Linked DNA regions of Mus musculus: regions 1 and 3 are each linked to region 2. The links are chromatin contacts, called in public Hi-C maps. All regions are on one chromosome and are shown on one strand. Each heading gives the region's core, a stretch centred on a gene start, on an enhancer-like site or on the middle of the called end of the contact. The rest is flanking DNA. Distances are from core to core; before and after follow the strand shown. Region 1 has its middle 27 kb from the start of Gm30761. Region 2 overlaps Med27 (mediator complex subunit 27). Region 3 has its middle 6.7 kb from the start of Gm30761.

Evidence for each region. Hi-C and Micro-C count contacts between places; a contact is called where the count stands out from the background.
Region 1: a contact with region 2 is called in a Hi-C map of the N1E-115 cell line, with 3 times the contacts expected there. The contact joins two enhancer-like sites. A contact is called at or near these places in 1 of 15 datasets of contacts at CTCF or cohesin (large pre-B cells), 3 of 484 Hi-C or Micro-C datasets (the N1E-115 cell line, cortical neurons and nephron progenitors), 4 of 115 datasets of contacts at active chromatin or transcription factors (differentiating embryonic stem cells and embryonic stem cells) and 1 of 9 other capture datasets (embryonic stem cells).
Region 3: a Hi-C map of the N1E-115 cell line shows a contact between it and region 2, with 1.7 times the contacts expected there. The contact joins two enhancer-like sites. A contact is called at or near these places in 1 of 15 datasets of contacts at CTCF or cohesin (pro-B cells), 4 of 484 Hi-C or Micro-C datasets (the N1E-115 cell line, cortical neurons, embryonic stem cells and 1 more), 2 of 115 datasets of contacts at active chromatin or transcription factors (both in embryonic stem cells) and 1 of 9 other capture datasets (embryonic stem cells).

What each region holds. Positions count from the first base shown.
Region 1 is chr2:29,572,405-29,575,104 of GRCm38.p6, forward strand. No RefSeq gene overlaps it. Among named protein-coding and RNA genes, the nearest start is that of Gm30761, 27 kb to the left of the region's middle. Within about 2 kb of position 1,372, at least 46 of the 459 cell types and tissues checked have an H3K27ac peak or open chromatin away from gene starts, as enhancers often do. A contact at or near this core is called in the N1E-115 cell line, where this site is marked.
Region 2 is chr2:29,420,933-29,423,632 of GRCm38.p6, forward strand. The region is part of intron 3 of Med27 (mediator complex subunit 27); the gene reads left to right. Among named protein-coding and RNA genes, the nearest start is that of Mir133c, 53 kb to the right of the region's middle. Within about 2 kb of position 1,394, at least 41 of the 459 cell types and tissues checked have an H3K27ac peak or open chromatin away from gene starts, as enhancers often do. A contact at or near this core is called in the N1E-115 cell line, where this site is marked.
Region 3 is chr2:29,552,084-29,554,783 of GRCm38.p6, forward strand. No RefSeq gene overlaps it. Among named protein-coding and RNA genes, the nearest start is that of Gm30761, 6.7 kb to the left of the region's middle. Within about 2 kb of position 1,363, at least 19 of the 459 cell types and tissues checked have an H3K27ac peak or open chromatin away from gene starts, as enhancers often do. A contact at or near this core is called in the N1E-115 cell line, where this site is marked.

The DNA of each region.
Region 1 (2,700 bases), core at 122-2,621, 150 kb after region 2:
TAAGACTCACCATCTCCTGAAAAGTCCAGACCCACGACTCTGAATGTCCCTTTGTCTCTGGGGAGTCTGTACCACTTTTAGAATACACCAGGGTCTTTTCAAAAGAAAGCATAGAAGATAGTGCCATCTATTGGTGGGGTCCCTGGTCTGGATCTGAGCTGTGTTATTATTTTCTAATTCTCTCTCTTAAACTTTCTATCATAGACTAATGGGTCAGTGTGTGTTGTATTTGTGGCTATCTGACCCAGTCCTTATCATAATTCATAATGCAGGGCATGCAGTGGCGCTCAATAAGTGTTTTGGACATTAATGCCATTCCTAAGGTATGAGAATGTTGTTCAGGAAAGGAAAATAATACAGCCCTCTCAGCTCCCTCCCGGTAAAAACTCATGATTCCCCCCACTCTCTAATGCTGGTCCCTCGGTGACACAATTTCACCCCAAGTCAGTGGCAGAATGGGTTTCAGTTGTGGGTCATTGCCATGCCTCAGAGAGACTAGCTGGTGATTAAGAGCTGGCCTCTGGGGCCAGACAGACCTTCGGTTGAACCCTGGTTCTCATGCCTCTATGGCTTAGGCAGGTTACTGGATCCCTCTGGGCCTCCTATTATGACGGTGACACAATAGGACCAGCTTTGCAGATTCCCTGTGAGTCTCCAGTGAGAAATAGCACAGAAACTGCCTACACAGCAGTAGCCCTCACTCATGGTGGCTGATGGTGCTGCTGCTGATATCCACGCACACAGCAGCCTTGGCTCTGCTGCAAGGACAGAGAAAGCAAGAGCCAGGTCCCCTGAGAGCATGCAGCTGGGAGGGAGGGAGAAAGAAAGAGCTGAGAAAGAATGCCTTGGAAAGTGTTGCTTGCTAAACTTAGCTCTGAGGTCAGAATGGGGTCAGAGGAATGAGAGGCCAGGCTGGGCTGAATGAAGTAGTCAAGAGAGGCTTCCTGGAAAGGTGTGGCCAGGCAGGGACTGCTGGGGTCAGATGATGAGGCAGGGCAGCGGAGTACAGCAACAAGAACAAAGCAGCCTGCAGAGAGCTTACAGGCAAGAGGAACGACGGTAGGTACAGTCAGAGGGTGAAGACCCATGACTGATTTCACCTTTGCTTTTAGGATGGCATTAGGGACATAGAGAGAAAGAGCATGTGTCCCCAGAGTGATAATAGTTTAGTAATGGCAGTATACTAAACTGCTCCCTCTCCAGAGACAGCTAGCAGTTGTTTCTTTGTGGAGTGAGAGGTTACTTTCACACTGACCCCTGTCCTCTGCCACGTCCTTCTCTGGGCTCCAGACTCCCTGAAAGATGGTAGACAGTCTTCCGTGGCACTCAAGCATAAGCCCCACATCTGAGCCCAGCCAATAGGGGTTCAGCACCACGGACAGCGCCATGGCCTCACATTGAACTAAAAATGGCCAATCTATGCTGTGGGGGTGGAGGGCACACCCAGTTGCAGTCCCAAGCCACAGACAAGTTCCAGAGCTCAGGTCTCTGGGCTCCAATGCTTCAAATGCTGGCAATTTCCCCCCCATTCCTGTAAGAGCACCCCTAAACCACCGTCCACAAGACAGGGACCACTCCTGTAGCTACCTGCCTACTAGAGCCCCACTCCTTCCCTCCCACCCTCTCTGTACTTCAGATGACTCTATTCCACCAGCCTGCTGCTTTCATGGGTGCACAAAAGGCTGCATATCAGAAATCTCATGTGGCTCAGTCTAATATTCGCTCCTTTGAGAGCAACCCTTTCTCCTGCCAGGCGCCTGCTCCCTCTCACAGATTTCAAGCCACCAGGTCTGGCCAGCATGACCTTCTCCACCCTCAGCAGGCTAGGAAGAACTTCCCTTCCAGGGAAACTGCCTGCTCAGAGGTGGCCCCACCGAGCCGGCCCGGACCTCATGACCTCTGCCACAGCTAATGAATACAAGCCACAAAGAGCAAAATAGCTTTGAAATGATCCAGGATACGGAGGCTGCTCGGCGGGCGTGAGCACACAGTTTCATCAGAACATTCATGGAAGGGAATTAATCAGGAGGCTGGACAGAGGCTCCCTTGGTGGGGAGGGGCAGGAAAGTTGACGAGGTTTGGGGGAGGGGTGCTCTGTCTCAGTAATCAATGCTGGAAAGAATTCTGTGAATATCAATGACCTAACCGCATATGGAGGCTGGTACGAGCAGAGCCGAGTGGGAAATGCAGGGTCTAACAACACATCAGCTTCTATGGCTGCAGACAAAAAAGGCTGCTGCATTCATTCATTCATTCATTCATCCACCCACCCATCCATACATTCATCCCTCTGGCCCATCAGTATCTATGGAGAACCTCTTGAGTCCTGGGTGCTGGCATTGGTGCAGTAAAGACAGGTTAGGACTGGATAGCAAAGACATTTGGAATTAAGCTCAGAGAATCTGAACTTTTAAACTACTTTTTGGGTTCCTCCTGTGTCTCCCAACCTTTCTCATTCATGACCAATATTGTATATTTTGTACACACACACCCCTACCAGAGGAATAGCCACACAGAAACAGGGAGGGCAGCAGAGTGATAGAGTCAGTAGCCAGCGGCTTACAGAAGCCTGAGCCCAACAAAGGGGCATAGAAAGCTCTCTGATTTGCCCTGTCAACATCTTGATTTGATTTTGGATTTCTACCTTCAGAACTAAGAAAATAAATTGCTATTTTGAGAGGGCTGGAAAGACAGCCTAGC
Region 2 (2,700 bases), core at 144-2,643:
CAGTTTCTCCACAGTATCTTAAGCACTGGTGTGTAGCTTTCCTGGCTTACAAGGTTGAGAACACCTTTCTCTGTGCCTTTGTGTCTCTCACTGTCTCTGCTTGCTTGCTTGCTTGCTTGCTTGTGGAGAGCAGAGTTCAGCCTCTGGTGTCCACCTAACATCCACCTTGTTAGTGGAGTCAGGGTCCGTTTCTGGTACTGAGATGCTCTTTATACTCTTAGGGTGTCTGGCCAGTTAGATCTTGGCATCCTTCTGTGTCTTTCTCCCCAGTGATGTGATTATAAATATGAAGCACCATAGGTGCTGGGGATCGAGCTCAAGTCCTCATGCTTGTGTGGCAGCTACTTTAACTACTGAGTCATCTGCTCGCTTCCCAAGAATGCTTACAAGAAATTTTAGATGTGATCACAGTGCCCAGGACTCATGGTGAACTGTAGCCATAAGTACTGAGTGTTTAAGTGGTCAGGAACCAAGGACCATTTAGACAGACAGAAGAGGATTGTAGGAGAAGGGTGCGGTACAGGGCTTGGGCTTGGAGCCTTTCACAGAGGACTGGGCCCAAAAGCCAGCCTTAGCACACTATGGAAGAGCAGGCCCTTGGGGCTGGCGAGCAAGGCCCAGTATGTGGAAAGTGGTATATTAGGAAGATAATCAAGTGGCAGGTTGCAGATGAATAAGCTAGTCCTTTGTAGCTGTTTAAAAGATAATTGGTTCATGTTACTTATCTTTTATCCCCTTTCTTTGGGCAGGAGAGAAGTCTCTGGGAGAAATAAACGAGGAACCCCTCATAAATATTAATGCAAAAATCTGTCCATGGAGAATAAATATAGGGACATTTTGTTTTAAATGCTCTATATCGTTGCAATTCATTAGCATATATGTTGTAAAAACTGCTTCTCTTCACTTGAGAGATCTGTGTTCCATTCAGATAATAGCCACAGACCAAAATCTGTAGCTTGTCGGGACTGTAGTACTGGAGACATATGGCAGAACTCTGCTCCTTGTTTCAGCCAGAGGGGTTCTGGTTCCGCGAACTCAGAGGACCGCCTGTCGAAGGATGCCTGATGTTCCCAGCCCCCTTCCCATCTGGCCTCTGTTGGGACCTTTGATCCACTCTCTGTGTACTCCTGTGTCCTTTCCACTCGGAGCAGGTGAGGTGTGTGGACGGCCAGGCCAGGAACATCATGGCACAGAGAGAACTTGTAAACAGAGGGAGGGAGGAAGCATTCCTCTCAAGGCACACACAGCTTGAGGTGCTCACAGGCCTCAGGCAGAGTGATGGATGGGCCACACCGACTTTAAATACGCCAGCATCCTGTTGCCAAGCATGTGGGCAGTATACCACTGCTATTGGAGTGGGGTCATGAGACCGTCTTGTTATGTTTGGTGCTGCTGGGCAGTCAGGCTCTCTGTACTCTTGCCTGTGTTTATAGGCACACTCATGCCCTTATCTGTAGAACGTGTTCACAGATAATGGAAATTGAGTACTGAATTTCATGAGTCCAAGTGCATTTTTCCATATGAACCCGTATGTGGTGTGGCCTAATCCACGGTGTCCACAGTGGGAGAGTAGTGTGCTTTCTTCCCAGTTTCACAGACAGAAGACTCTTGTTGCCACAGATCTTAGGAACCTCAGCGTGTTTTAATTTTTTTTAAATCAAGTTGGAAACTGCTTTTTCACTTCCAAGAGTCCTTTCCAGCTTCTCTTTGGCAAGTCTAGCTGCAGGCCTGAGTCGAGTAATGTTCTTGGAATGTAAGTTCTGGGATGCCACATTGTTTATCTGAAGATGTTTCAGACTGTGGTTGACGGCTGGAACCTAAAGCAGCAGACAGCAGAGCCGTGGATGATGTGGGATCTGTATCTGAAACCTTTAAAATAAAATGTTGGGACTCTAGGGGAGTGCCCAAGGAAAGTGACAGGTGGCATGGGAGACCACCAAGCTATGGTGACAACTTTGTCACATCCTGCCCCATTGACCTCACAGAAACTTGTTGCTGTTAATGCCCAGCTCTGGTGAGCGTGGGCACCTGCAGCCCTCAGGGACAAGCTTCCCTGTCCCGTCCTGTATTTGTCTCTGACTACGTGTAACACAGACAGAACTGAGAACCTCAGTCTTCTGTAGATACTGAATCACAAAGTAGTCGCCCAGACTAGGAAACAGTAATAAAGAATGTAGCTGTTAAACCCTGAGTGGGATGTGGCAGCCTGCAGAATCAGTTTAAAATGATGTTTCATTGCGCCTTCTAATTGCATTTCTCCTCTACAAGGTGATTTTATCCAGGAAGACAGCTGTCTGCTGTGGCTATTACATCACTGGCCATTACAGGGCAAAGGAAGACAAGAATGGGTGGTTCCTAGAGGCTTATCAGATAGGCTCTGGTCCTTTTAAAGCATTGCATCAAGTTTGAATCACATTGAAGAAAGCTATGGCTTCGTTATATGTTGAATTTTGCTTAGTACAAGTCTTTCCAACAACAGACATGATAAAGTAATTGAAAGTAAAGGGCATTTGTTTAATTCTTTTGCATAACAAAGAGCTGAGCCTAGGATTTTTAGCTTTTCACACTATAGGGTTCCCACTAAAGCCTGGTGTAAGTGAGACTCTGAAATCCTTCTGTTCTGCCTGGACTGGAAAGCAATTCCTGTGATCTCCTAGGCGCTTTCTCTCTCTCTCCCTCTCTCTCTCTCTCTCTCTCTCT
Region 3 (2,700 bases), core at 113-2,612, 130 kb after region 2:
AGCTGCTGCCTCCAACCACTCAGCCTGGATCCTTCACTTCTCCAGCCCTCTGGCCTCCCTGTCTTCCTGTGAAGGACACCACCTGGGCTCCATCACTGGGGTACAGGGTGGTACAGGGCCAGCCTCCATGTTCCATGGGCTCCTTTAGTGCCCTTTAAGGAGCAGAGCCAGGCACTCCTGTTGCTCAGACCTCTCTACCAGTCTTCTCCACTGGCTCTTTGATTCTTTTATTATGCTAAAATATGCATAACTACATAACTTTTGTTGTCTTCAGGGCGTGGTTTGGGTGACTTGAAGCACACAGAGCGCCATCACTGTGCCGCAGTCACTGGCATCCATCTCTAGGACACTTCTTTCTCCCCAGTGCTTCCCACAAACATCAGCCCCTCCTCCCAGCCTCAGCTCTGTTTGAACTTGACTCTCAAAGGTCCCTCGCCTGGATGGACCTGTCGCTTAACCTTTACTCACTGGCTAGTTCTCACTTAGCACAATGTCCACATATGCTCACCGGTGTTGGAGCATATGTCATCACGTCTTTCCTTCTTCTCCAGGGTGAGTGACATTCTACCGTGTAGGTGTCCACTTTTCACCCAGCGATCGATCTGAGGTGAGTGGGTGGGTGGGCACTTCTCCTGGGCTACATTGCTGCTGCCGCTGTGGGGTTGGGGTGTCAAGTCCCTGCATCCTTCTTCAGTCCTTGCTTGCTGCCAAGAATAGCTGCTCATCTTTCCCAGTTCTAGGCTGCGTTCAATTTTTAAGTATTTATTTATTTGTGTGTACATATGTGTGGGGGTGGTGAGTGCATTGGCCACAGCAGGTGAGTGGAGATCAAAAGATGACTGTTGGGAGTCCCGGTCTCTCCTTCTACCATGTGGGGCGGCAAGCACCCACACCCAATGCCTTCCAAAGCATGTGGGTGGGAGGAGATTCAGAGAGCATCTTGTGGAAGCTGGTTGCCTCCTTCCACCATGGGGTGGGGTGGGGGTCCTGGGAATTGAACCCAGGTCATAAGGCTTAGCAGCATCCCAGGAGCCACAGCTGTCTAGGAGCCCTGGTCCTGGATTGCCACCACCCACTTTTAGAGTGTGCCTCCCTACTTCAATTAACAATAAATATGTCCCTTACAGGCACGCCCAGAGGCTTGCATCTGACGGGAGTCCGGAGCCTGCCAGTTGACAACAGTAACTGTGACAGTTGTTTCTGGTTTGTTTTTTATGTACAACTTGGTGTGAAACTTGCTTTTCCTGGGAGCCTGTTGTAACATTCCATTCCATAAATCTTTTTTACTAACTTCTAAAACGTAATGTTTTGTGAAGGATGACTGAGAGCTAGCCTCCCTGGGCCCACTTCCTATGTTCTCTGACTCTCCCCACCCCCGCCCCCAGTCATTCTCTGGCTCGCTCTGGCTCTCTCCTTGGGCCCTTTCTTGGCATGTGCCTTTTCCCCTGGCCCCTTTCTCTAGGCAGGCTCCCACTCTGGGATCTCTCCCTCTGTGAACTGTCCGCCCCCACCCCCATGTTTTTGCTTTGGGCTCTTTTGATGGACAGCCTCACTGCAGCCCCCCACACACCTTTTCTCTGCTATGGCTAGTGCTGTCTCACCACAGATACCTTCCCATTATCTGAGCTATTTCCACCCATCAGTTTTCTCTTTGGTTTTCAGACCCTCTAATCCTTCCACAGGCATCTTTATCTCTGAGGTATGTTTAGGGATGGTCTGCCTCCAGGACACTGAGGTTATCCTAGCTGATACTATTTTAGTTGACAGTGGTGGGTTGATTGGGGGGGGGGCTTTACGTCTGGATTTACTTCTTGTTCTGTGGATCAGTTTGCCAGTCACTCAATGTCCTTGTGGCATTGGCCTCACAACATGTCTGAGTCTGGTGGTGTGGCAGCAGCAGCCTTGAGATCTATTTGGTTCTCATTTCCTTTCTGAATCAGCTTATCAAAGTCTAGGAAAAACCTGGGGCTGGAAAGGCTGCTCAGTGATTAGAGCACTGGCTGCTTTTGTAGAGGACCCAGTTTCCCCCGTACCCACATGGCAGCTCATGATTGGTTTTAACTCCAGCTCCAGGAGACCTGGAGCCCCCTTCTGGCTACTGTTGGTACTGCATGCATACATAAAAATAAAGGTATTTTTCTAAAAAAAGGAAAAACCTATTGACTGTAAAGAGCATATGCAGCCTTCCTGTTCATGAGCATGGTATGCCTCTGCTTTAATTTACATTCATTTCTCCCAGTGACATCGAGTAGCTTTGGGTGTCTACAACTCTTGACACAGTGATACTTACAGTTACCACACAGTGAAGTGTCTCTGGCTCGGCCCATGGCCTCTCCCAGAGGCTGAGGGTAGATGTGTGACTCAGTGAGTAATGGGGAAGTGAGAGTGGTCTGGAGACAGAAGGTGGTGCCAACAGTGTGCACATGCTTAATGCCAAGAAAACATGAGCTAAGGTAAGGTTAATGTGCGTCTTTGCCTGGCAAGGTGGTCTACACCTATAATCCCAGCACTGGGGAGTTAGAGGCAGGAAAGCAGGAGCTCAGGGCCAGCCTGGGCTACATGAGATCTCATCTGAGAAAAGCAAACAAGTTTGATGTTGTGTTTGATGTTGTATGCTCTTCCCACACTCGCTAACTCTGGGAGGCTGTCTCTGCTCGTGCTGCCGTGGGCCTAGAAAACAGGCTATGAGCTGATCTCTGA